4 separate regions of the Mus musculus genome follow, and all the other regions are linked to region 1. The links are chromatin contacts, called in public HiCAR-type and promoter capture Hi-C maps. All regions are on one chromosome and are shown on one strand. Each heading gives the region's core, a stretch centred on a gene start, on an enhancer-like site or on the middle of the called end of the contact. The rest is flanking DNA. Distances are from core to core; before and after follow the strand shown.

Region 1 (2,700 bases), core at 157-2,656:
ATTTATAGCTGGAAATTTCCCTTTACACAACCTGCTGCATTATGATCGGAATTGGCTGAGTTCCTTTCCCAGACACTAAGTCTTTGGAATTAAAATAAAATGTACCATCCTTTCTCCCAAAGGATTTTCTTCTGTTTCCCTGACGAAGCCCTGGAATTCAGAGGCTTGAGAAGGCTAGCAAATCTCTCACTACAGTTCTGGGCCTCCAACTTCAGAATCTTCAACAACTGAGAAACATCACTGGGCACAGAGTATATACTGCCAATTCCTTTCCAGGCAGATCAGTTGAGCAGTTCTGTAGCTATCTACATTAGCCACAGCTCAGCTTATAAACCCACGTCTTCCCCAATTCCCTCATATCCCTTCATCCCTCATAAGTCAGTTACTAACTACACAACTAATTGCTTAATTTACTGCCAACCTATGATTCACAATCCTGCCTGGAAAACACAATCAAGTATGAATAACCAGGTTATTCCTTGAAAAAAATGCTTCTATAGTTTGAAAGATTAGGTGGGACTATTGAAAATGACATCAATCATACTAGGCTGCCTTTTACCAGCACACACACCAACACATACACACACACACACCAAGCAAACACAAAGACATTAAAACAAAATCACCTTTGCATGAATAAATACTCCATCTTTCCTGATGCCCTTATTTTATATATTTTCATACATAACAAAATTGAGTACCAATATAAATAACACTGCTAACAAGGTGAGAAAGATGCAAAGGAAAACAAGCGATTTAGAAGCAAATGGATAATCACAAGGCTATAAAAGAACTGCGAATATTAACTCCAGTATGCGCCAAGGCCATTAGCGATGTGTCTCAGCAGTATTGCTCACCGCAAAATGCCTTAATGCCTAAAGCTAAGCCACCTCCAACTAATAGGGTTTTTTTTTCTTTTCTTTTCTTTTTAAAGACCGTAGGCAGAGCTAAAGGACTGTCACCAAGCTATACCAGGGGTTTAGACTGTACTGTCACTGTGGTCTGGCCAGCCCATTTTCTATTTGATAGCGCAATTCGGATGCTTGGCCAGCCTGGAGGCGACGTGACAGCGATGCAAACAGCGGCATCTGGGGTTAGGGCAGCGCCGGGGACCTGGGTTCGGACGCTGACAGGGAAGGATGCTGCTGCGGAGGACAAAGTGCACCGTCCTCCCGCCCGCGCCCCACGCAGCGAGGCCACGGCGCCCGGCCGCAGTCTGGACCCGGCCCTCTGGCTCCCGGTTCCCTGCCCCGCTCACCAGGCGGCACAGCCTCTCAGCTCCCGGGCATGTCAGCCTCCCGTCACGGCCCGCAACGCCCGGTGGCGCGAGCCGCAGCGCAGCGGCGCTCCCCCTCGCCCGCCCCAGCCCGCGACGCCACCGCCGCCGCCTCCCCACGCCGCCCACTCACTCTCGCGAGAGCCGTCGCACCTCTCGCGAGAACGACCCCGTGGCCGAGCCCGCGCAAAAGGAACAAGGGGTGGGGGGAAAATATCTTCCCACGTGCTCTGGAGGGCAAAGCTGCGGGTCGCCCGTCACGTGACGCGGAGGCGCCCTCTCCATTGGCCAGGCGGCCCTCGGCCCGTGGGAGCTTTAAACCTCGAGCTGACCTACGAACTCTCGGCTGACGTCTTGCGCGCTTCCTGGTGCGTTGCCTTGGGAACGGCTTAACCCTTTCCTCTGGCAAGCGCCCGAGCCCAGGATGCTGGCATCCCATCCGCCACCCTTAGACCTTCCTGGGGCTGGTTTCCCACAGCCAGTGGCAGCCCACGACATCAGGGGTCCAGACACAGCCCATCCTTCAGAATGGGTCTGCCCGGTTCCCAACATCATCAGGGGAAACCACTGAGGAAGCCTTGGGCCCAATCGGAACCTCTGGAGTCAGTCTAAAGGGCAGTGCACTTCCCAACCCCACGGGCCATTGAAATTGGAAAATAAGGCTTTGACCACCAAGAAGCCTAGCCTTGGGTGACAAGCTGTGTGATTCCTGTTTAAATCAGAGGAATCGGTGCAGTCATGTTGCATGGTCTCCTCAAGGACATACGGTCCTCAAACTGGCCGAGAGATGAGAAGGACATTTTGAAGTAGATGCTCCTTATTTGTTTTATCCTCTTTAGGGGAGAGAGACAAGAAAGAGTACAGTCATATCTTCGTTCTCTTCAACAGCTTTTGGCTGCTTTCCTTACACGTTTTAGGCATAATTCCAGGTTGTCTATTGAACACTATGAAGACAAATAGATTAGGTTGTTGAGAGCTGGGGCCGGGTTGGGGGAGGGGGTGGATATCTGTAGGTGTTAACTCGCAGATTATCATCATCTGATGGTGGTGGTTACAATTGGGCCACTGCTTGGGGGTGGTGCCCTTGTGGGAGGAAAGATTCAGGCAGTGATTTGGATAGCAGCCCTACATCGCTAGCAGAAAGTAGAATAATTCACAAGCCCCAAATCCGGATCTAATCTAGCACATTTGAATAACAAGAAATAAACTTGGGATGATAATAGAGGCTAGATCCCTTACTGCTTCATCAACCAAGAAAAGAACTGGGAGTTTAGTCTACAATGAAAAGCTTTGACCTCTTAAAGGGGGGAACAATAACAATTAGTTTAAAAAAAAAAACAAAAAACTAGTAAGCTCTTCCCTGTAGAGAGTGAATTTTACGGAAGCTGAAACAACAAGGAACTCGTCCAGGTAAAAGACAATCC
Region 2 (2,700 bases), core at 151-2,650, 1.1 Mb after region 1:
GTGGCCAGCTGGCCCTGGTCTGCCTCAAGTGTCTCTCCCACCTACTTCTCCTTTCCCACAAGTGGATTCAGATTCCTTTCTGGGACCTGTTATCTTCTATCAGCCCTTCCCCGCCCCGGCTCGACCCCCCCCCCCCTTCAAACAACCCATTTACAATACAGATGGGATATACCTACAGGTGGCAAATGTGTTACACTTTAAACTTTGTAGTATTCCACACTTCCATCTCTTGATGACCCCATACATACTTAAATCTTTGTAACCTCCGTTTCTCCATCTTGAATATGGGCTCAAGTTTCTCTGTATTTTCAAACGTCCTCCCACCGTTATTTTTTGCATCTGCAAGGGGTGATTGATTGGTAGGTTGAGGTTGTAACAAAAAATTATAATACCCACGATAGCTAGCAAGCACAACTAGGCGTTTGGCCAGTATGGAAAACGTGCTAGAAAAGTGGGGAAGACAAAACTTAGGTCTTTTAAAGTTAGAACTCAGAAAAGTGGGCGAGTTTAACAGTGGGGATATGTACACAAATGCCTGAACTGTAATTTCTTTTTCTTCGTGGACTGTCATGTTTCCAGACTGAGGTCTTATATATATCTTGTTTGAGGAAGCCAACGACCACTTCAATCATTTCACCTACTAAAACAGACTTGGTAAAACGAGTTACTGAGCGTTATCAAGAGCTTTTAAATCAAGTTTGGTGAACCTATAACTGCCACTCCCTCCTGTTGCCCCTTACCACTCAGTTTCAAAGAATTCGCAGGAAACTTCCTAGTGTGATGTTTGGCTCTAAGGACGGCGGGGGACGGGGGGCTTACTGGTTACTTAGAACACAAAGCAGCAATAAGACCATTAGCTATAGGTCACTTTCATCCACGCGGTGCTTGTGAAACAGGCTTTTCTTGGTTTGGAAAGCCGACTTAGGAAGGAAGCTTGGGGTGTGGAGCTCTGGCATCTGGCAGGCCCTCCGGAAAACTCCGTCCTCCATGCCGGTAACGTGACTTCCGGCGAGCCAGGCCGTCCGGGTTCTCCACGGAGAGAGTCATGCGAACTGATGCGCCATCCCGGGCTCTGCTGCCGGAAAAGACCTGGCTGCCACGAGTGACGTCACGCACAACTTGGCCGCCGGCGGTAGCCATGATGAAAACCGGAGTAAACGGAGCTTAACGTGACACTCCTTAGCGAAGCCAGAACTACCTCCCGACGGATCCCCAGTACCTTACAGTGGGCTCCGAGACAATATTTCAAAGCTTACAAGCCATGCCGGATCCCCCACGGGCGTACGGCGGGGCGCGGGACTCACGGCCACGCCCTCGGGGCGGGGGCTTGGCTGCGTCACGGGTAGGGGCGGGGCCGGAGAGCGTTTCCTCCTCTTTCCCAGCCGGCCCCGCGCCTACCTGCCCACCCTTCGCCTCCTTTTCCGCGGCTGCATGCTGCGCGACCGCTGATTGGCTACGGAGGACGGAAGCTCAGTTGGGGTTTCTTTAGAAGTTTTCCCTTCCTGGGCGGCGGCGGAGCTGGTAACCAAGGTAGAAACGCTCAGGCAGAAGCTTTCTTGACTCCTAGGGATGGCGGCAGCTGCAGCAGGACCTGCATCGTCCCAGCGGTGCGTGATTTTCTTCACCTTTGCTGTTTGTCTTTCTATTCTTTCCTTGATTAGAGAGACCTGCTGAAGTCGTTGTTTTCTTGGCAGGCTTTTCCAGAGCTTCTCAGATGCTCTGATCGACGGGGATCCCCAGGCAGCATTAGAGGTGAGTGAGCTCACTGGGACTGTTGGGTCCCTACAGACCCCTCCTCTTCCCGGCATTACCTTCGTGGGAGCAAAGCTACAATGTATCTAAGTCCCAAAATTAAGATACTTAATCTCTTTGTCTCCTTAATACCTTTGCCATAGATCTTGCCCTTCCTCTCCACAAGCTCCCGATGAGGGCACCTCCCTCCCATTTATTTCTTGGAAACATAGTTACTGTCTGTGGTTGCACTTATAATGGCATTTATGATCAAGGAAAAGGCGAAAATAGGGCTTGATGTATCAATTTTTTACTTTAACAGTTATGTTTGCCCTTATATGTCAGGTACTGTTAAGTGTCCTTAATTAAATTTACTAAAGAACATTTTCCCTCTGTGCCTTCCACTTTACAGATGACTGTGGTTGTTCTTTATACAGTTGTTTATAAAACCGCGCTTTTTATCTAGGCTGGCCTTAAACTTTGGATCCTGCGAGTTCTTGGGATGTATCAGTAAATAAACCCTGCCTACATTTTAGTATTATATGATTTGCTTTTGGGCCATTTCAGGTGAAGTCTAGAACAAACTAGCTTTGTACGGATGTTTCTTAGGAGCGCTGGCTGGACTCCAGAGAGTTATCGGCACATGTCAAGTATGGTGGTACAGGCCTGTAATCCTGGTACTCAGGCGGTGAATGCCCTAGGGTCAGAAATTCAAGGTCATCCTCAGCTACTTTGTGAGTTGAGGCTAGCCTGGGATGTGTGAAATTCTTCCCGACACTTCAGAGCTCCCCCGCTGGAAAAAAGGAAACATTTTTATGTTTTGAGCCTTAGAGAAATCACTTTTGTAGAGACTAGCAGACTAGGATAGCTACATTGTTGTTTTAATGTTACAAGCTCCGCTTTGTATTCTTAGGTCTACAGAGTGATCATGAGGTTTGATAGCGCGGTATTAGAGAGCCTGCTGGTGTT
Region 3 (2,700 bases), core at 164-2,663, 1.4 Mb before region 1:
TAGAGGCAGACAGATTTAACACCTCCTTTCCTATCCTTTTCTGTAGAAGGGAGTGTAGAAACTGCCAAGTATCTGCAACTCGGTGACTTGGACCTTTTTTGAGAAGGTTAGGTGTCCCCAGGATCTTTATCCTTTGCTCAGGCAGATTATACCACCAAGTTCCTTTCTGAGTGCTCTTTTCGTGAATCTTTTGGTAAATTTGCACAATGGGTCAGTCTTCTCCTATGTTCCTTCTTTGCACTGGGGCCTGGCAGCCCGAGGGGAAAAATAGTCTTTCACACAGGGAACTGGCATACGTTTAAATCAAGCAAGCCTAGTGGGATGGTAATGACATTCCCACCATCTGAGTTTCTGCCTTCAGGATATGTGAAGCTAGAAAACAATGTCATTCATTCAACATTTATAGAGAACACACAGTGTACAGGGGCGCTGTGCAAGTCTTGGAGGGCAGGCAAAAGTGCAAACCCTAACCCGCTCTTGAGGATTCCTGCCAAGAAGAGCATGACAACTGCAACACGGACCTTACACTCCTGGAAGGAATTCTTGGGTGAATAAAGTCTGCTTATTTAAAGTAAGCATGGAAAACTATACCAACAGCTCGATGTACCTTTCAGGAATAGGACAGATAAGTGGGATTTAGTCATAATCTCTAAGGTGTTAGAGCGCTCGGTGATGAAGGTGTTCTCAGCTTGCTTTGAGTTACTTGTGTATCGGGACAGTTGGCAGAATCCTAACAAAGAGAGGGCCAATACTTCTATATGGAGGTGGCTAACTTTGAGGGAAAGTGGCTTCCAAGGAGAACAAAAAGGTAACATTTTCATCTGGAGCGATCCCAACCACCACTGAGGCATCCTAATACCCTGGGTAAAACCTCTGTGCCCAGGCTCAACCTTAGACAGCGCCGGGTTGAGCAGTGCATCTCAGCATCCTGGAGTCCACTGCACGCACCGAGTTCCCCCCCGCACCCCGGTCGCCTGCCTGGCGCCTTCAAGGTCGCCATGGCAACCATGGGGTACCAAGACCAGTCCCTGAACGTCCAGCCTAGAAATTCAAACTGGCAGCAGTGGCACGAGCGAGTCGCCTCAGCTCCTCCCCCGAGGGAATAGCGCGATCCTCGGCCGTGGGCACCACTTGTGCAGCATCAGTGGCAGAGCGCTCCTCCGGCTCCAGATCGGCCGGGATCCGGAGCTCGAGCGCGCCACGCCGCCTCTCATCTGGTTTCTCCGCCGGGCCAGTCGCTTCTTCGGGCCAGACAGGCCGCCCATCCTTTCACCGCTTTACGGATTTCCGGGGGCGACGAATTTTGCCTCGGTCCCTACGAGCATCTCTCCGCTTCGCTCCCCCGCCCCTCGCGACTCCCCCCACTCCTGGGCGCGCGCGCGCACACTCACTCACACTCTCAGGCGCGCGTGCGCACGCCCGCGCGCCCCGAGCCGCGGAGTCTCCAGCGCCCCTGAGCAGATCCCACTCTCCCGGGCGCTGCTACTCACACAGGCTTCCAGCCGCCACGGGGCGTCCTCTGTCTGCGGCAGCAGCGGCGGCGCGAGCGGAGGCTGCAGTCTAGCCGGGTCTGGCTGCTCGGCGCCCTGGACAGAGTCCGGCAGAAGCGCGATCGGGAGGAGACGCCGAGGCAAGGAGGAGCCGCGCCGCGCCCGGCGCTCGCTTGCCTCGAATCCCCGCACCGCGGCCCCAGGTAAGCGGCTCCGCGGCCCGCAGCATCCCCGGGGCGTAGGGACTCGCCGCCCATGGGGGGTTCCCGGTCCCGCCCCCGTCGTGGCCGGGGAACAAGGCACCGAGGGGAGTGGGCGAGGGGGGAGGGGAGCGGAGCTGGAGGTGAGGCTGGAAGGCAGCGGTGTGGGGGAGCCCCCTGCGCCCTTCCCCGACGCTCCTCGGGCTCCCGCACTTTTATGAGCCGGGGGTGCTCAGCGCCCCACACAGATGTACTCCGCTCTTTTTTATCGCTGGCCGGCTAGAGTCCGCTCGGGCTCCGCGCCTACCACGCACCAACCGCCTCCCCTGCACCTTGGACAGCGCACCCCGCCGCTCGCCTCCCGGGGACCGCACCCGGGACCCTGTCCTGCCCGCGCAGCCCTCCGGTTGTTCCGTTCTTCCCATAGTGTCCTCCTCCTGTCTTGCATAGCATCTCCCTGCCTTGGCGTTCTCTACTCTGGCGCGGGCCAGAAACTTTCCTCTCTGCCCGATCTGCGCGAGGTACTATTGTTGTTATTTGTGTCTTTCCTTCTCGCTGGGAACTGGACACAAGGACAGGTCTTCCTCTGCGGGCGATCGCCTGCCTTTCCCAGTCCAAGACCGCACTGGGCAGCCGGACTTGGACACCCGGCCGGCGCCTCGGCAGCTGGACGCCCGCGGGTTCCCCGCCTCTCTGGACACGTGCACTCCTCCCACGGACGCGGCCCCTCCCGGACCACCCTATGTCCTACCCCTGCATGGCCACGGCCACCCCATAGGTTGGACACCCGGGATCGCGGGCTCTGATTGGTTGATCTCATAACCCCGCCTCCTTGGAGGGGGTGGTTCTGGAGTGTTGTGGTTGTCATCCCGCAGCGAGCACATGGGGGAAGTGGGGTCGACAGGTGGGGAAACCCAGCTCTATGGCATACACATCCCAGTGTATGTAATCCGGCTAGTATCATTCCTTCAAATTGCACATTGTGCTTTACTCCCCCTTCCGCAGTCTTC
Region 4 (2,700 bases), core at 129-2,628, 1.1 Mb after region 1:
GGTGAGCACACTGATTCTTAAAAGAGATTTGTTACCTCTAAGGAAGTCTGACTTTTTGTTTTAACACAGAATAGGGAGAATGAATAAATAGGTCACAAACAGGAGAACTTTCTTGTTAAAAGAGTTTCCCTCAGCTGTAGGATTGAATATTCTTTCTACCCTTTGTCCTATTTAAATTTATGGCTTTCCTCAGCTGGGACAGGCATCAAGGATCATTTACTTTCATTTCTTTCTTTCTGGAGAAGAAGCTCAGAGAGGTCACGTGCCCTACCCACTGCCTCACAACTGCTTGGTAAGCTGCGTTAGGCTGGGATGGCAGAAAATGGCTTTTCCCACAGTGTCCAGGGCGTTCTCGAACAGTCCCCGTTTCTGTTTTCAGCCTAGGAACCCTGAGCTTGCCTACCCTGTACCCTGTACCCACTTTAGGCTAGACCTGAGAAGGGAGGTGTCCAAGAGAACCAAGGGGACCAAAGGGAGCAGCAGGCTGTGCCCGCTGGCCGAGCAGCGCTCTGGCTCCACCTAGGGGTTCGGCCACCCTGCGCACCTGGCGGCCCTTGCATCCCAACTGGGGAGTCACTCGTTGAACTTACGTGATTGTCATTCCCCTTCCAGAAGTAGAAGGCCCCGATGGCCCCGAAGAGCAGCAGTACCGCGCCAGAAATGAGGACCACAGCTCCTACCTTGAGCAGCCGTGTTGGGCTCCCGGAGGGCTTCACGGTGACGGTGGTGTACGCCTGCGGGGCAGGAGATGGACTGGTTGCCGTGCCACCCACACTCGCGATCCCTGCATCCTGTCCCGGGGGAACCGCGAGGACTGGAGTAGGAAACCTTGGCCCCAAGAACACTCAGAGGTTGCCTTGCGAGTGTCCCTTGTCCTCAGACATGGAAGTACCATAGCAGACTCTTCCCTAGGCCGGCCCCCTAGTACTGCACCCTCTGCTCCACGCCTGTGGTGGATCCTCTGTACCCTGACACTCTCCCCCCACACTGGACATTCTCATTTGATTCCCTCATCACCACACATCCAAAGGCCCAAATCCCTGATCCCAGAAGTGGACCTGGCACCCACAGGAAGCCGGGGTCTCTGTGTCTGGACTTACTCCACAGCAGTCCTGGGGACCCAGGAGGTACTCACCGGGGGACTGCAAAACTCAACGTCCTCAGGCCCTACCATGGTGATAGGAACTTTGTCTGAGTTCTCTGTCATGGCTGAAGATGGAGAAGTAAGATACGCGAAGACCCTATCCCACTGTCCTAACTGTTCCAACTGTCCTCTTGTCCCTACAACGAATGCCCCCTGTACAACAGCAGCAGCAGGAGCAGCAGCAGCAGCAACAGCAGCGTCCTGCTCTGGCCAGCCCTTCTGTCCCCACCCCTTCCAGCACCTCACCTCTCCCCTCCCTCTTCCCTCCACCCTGGAGCAGCCTACTCAGCTTATCCTGTGTTCTCAGATGTGTCCTCCCCATCACTCTCTCCCCTCCAAAAACCCAGAGGGACATCCAGACAGGTTTGAGTATGTAAGGGATGTTGAGCCTTGGAACCCCACCAGCACCCCCAGTTACTAGCTTGCCAGGATTTCTTAGAGTATCAGAGGGCTTTGCAGTGTGACACTGGCTGGAGCCTATTTCTCCAAGGGGCCCTGGAAGCAGAATGAGAGGGGAGTGTGATGAGAGATGGGGGGCCTGTCTCAAGTGCCAATGTTAAGATACCCTTTCTACTAGGGTTTCCGCTGGAGGTGGGAACTGCTGGACTCCCCTGGAACTAGAGCATGGGGCAGAATGTTGGAGATGGCCTTTGCCACTGGGTCCTCTAAGGGAGGGGTTTAATTGCTGCAACAGTGCAGCAAAAGCAGAAGGGTCCTGAAGCAGAGGAAACGGGGAGCCTGGAATGAAAGAAAATGCCTATAGTTAAGTCCACACTGATTAAACAGCAGAAAATGTGTTTCCCAAACACTGATTGGCTACGACCAAAGGAACAAATAAAAGGTGGTTACGTATCATTTACATATATGTAGTAAATAGCTCCATTAAGTGGACAGAGAACATGGTTTGCTTTTTTGTTGTTGACAGTCTCATGTAGCTCAGGATGACCCAGAACTCCATATGTAGCTGAGGATGACCTTAAACTTTGAACTTTCCTCCCGCCATCTCTGGAGTGCTGGGAGCACAGGTATTGGCCAATGCTCCTGATTTTATGAGGTCCCGGGCATGCTTTTCTCTGAGGCACGTACCCACCTTTGAAGAAAATGTCTTCTTCCGTGGTACCTCACTTGGAGCCAGGGCTCCTCAATTCACACTGGGAAATTTAGTTGTTTTAGAACTCTCTGCTGAGAAGTGACTGAGGGCTGGTGCTTGGGAGGTCCTGAGCAGAGGGACCGTGGATGTGCAAGGCTGCAGCAGGAGAGTGTTTAAGGATCAAGAAAGGCATTGTTGCGTGGAGATGTGGCTCTTAGGCTAAGAGCTCGGATGTGGGGCTGCAAGGGAAGAGAGGAATGGAAAACACTGTCACTGTCACCACAGAGCTGGCAGCACCTGCTGAGTCTCAGGGGATGATTTCAGACCTACCAGGACTATGAGAATTGCAGAAGACCGGGTGAGGGGCTATGTTGGGAGGGACAGTGTTTAGACTGTTAAGCTTGATGGCAAAAAGAGTCTAGTGATCAGTCTAAGGCACTTTGTCTGCACACCCTGTGGATGCGTG

The links. Promoter capture Hi-C pulls out the DNA fragments that hold promoters and counts their contacts. HiCAR-type assays count read pairs that join an accessible place to other places.
Region 2: a promoter capture Hi-C map of pre-B cells shows a contact between it and region 1, with 4 times the contacts expected there. The contact joins the promoter of Sugt1 here to the promoter of Akap11 in region 1. A contact is called at or near these places in 4 of 39 promoter capture datasets (the C10 cell line, cranial neural crest, liver and 1 more), 1 of 484 Hi-C or Micro-C datasets (rod photoreceptor) and 2 of 9 other capture datasets (adipose tissue and liver).
Region 3: a contact with region 1 is called in a HiCAR-type map of astrocytes, with 4 times the contacts expected there. The contact joins the promoter of Enox1 here to the promoter of Akap11 in region 1. A contact is called at or near these places in 7 of 39 promoter capture datasets (the 3T3-L1 cell line, embryonic stem cells, hippocampal neurons and 4 more), 1 of 15 datasets of contacts at CTCF or cohesin (large pre-B cells), 3 of 484 Hi-C or Micro-C datasets (embryonic stem cells and granulosa cells), 3 of 115 datasets of contacts at active chromatin or transcription factors (astrocytes, embryonic forebrain and large pre-B cells) and 2 of 9 other capture datasets (embryonic stem cells and macrophages).
Region 4: a promoter capture Hi-C map of liver shows a contact between it and region 1, with 5 times the contacts expected there. The contact joins the promoter of Cnmd here to the promoter of Akap11 in region 1. A contact is called at or near these places in 4 of 39 promoter capture datasets (liver, neutrophils and pre-B cells).

Annotation. Positions count from the first base shown.
Region 1 is chr14:78,535,454-78,538,153 of GRCm38.p6, forward strand. It overlaps Akap11 (A kinase (PRKA) anchor protein 11), which reads right to left and starts at 1,407. Exons shown (of 12, transcript NM_001164503.1): 1 at 1,259-1,407.
Region 2 is chr14:79,586,260-79,588,959 of GRCm38.p6, forward strand. Sugt1 (SGT1, suppressor of G2 allele of SKP1 (S. cerevisiae)) reads left to right here and starts at 1,401. Exons shown (of 13, transcript NM_026474.6): 1 at 1,401-1,607; 2 at 1,695-1,752. The coding sequence starts at 1,570.
Region 3 is chr14:77,155,350-77,158,049 of GRCm38.p6, forward strand. Enox1 (ecto-NOX disulfide-thiol exchanger 1) reads left to right here and starts at 1,414. Exons shown (of 19, transcript NM_172813.3): 1 at 1,414-1,693.
Region 4 is chr14:79,660,805-79,663,504 of GRCm38.p6, forward strand. Cnmd (chondromodulin) reads right to left here and starts at 1,379. Exons shown (of 7, transcript NM_010701.3): 1 at 1,136-1,379; 2 at 591-734. The coding sequence starts at 1,207. It overlaps Gm41218 (a long non-coding RNA gene), which reads left to right and starts at 2,129. Exons shown (of 5, transcript XR_874848.1): 1 at 2,129-2,169.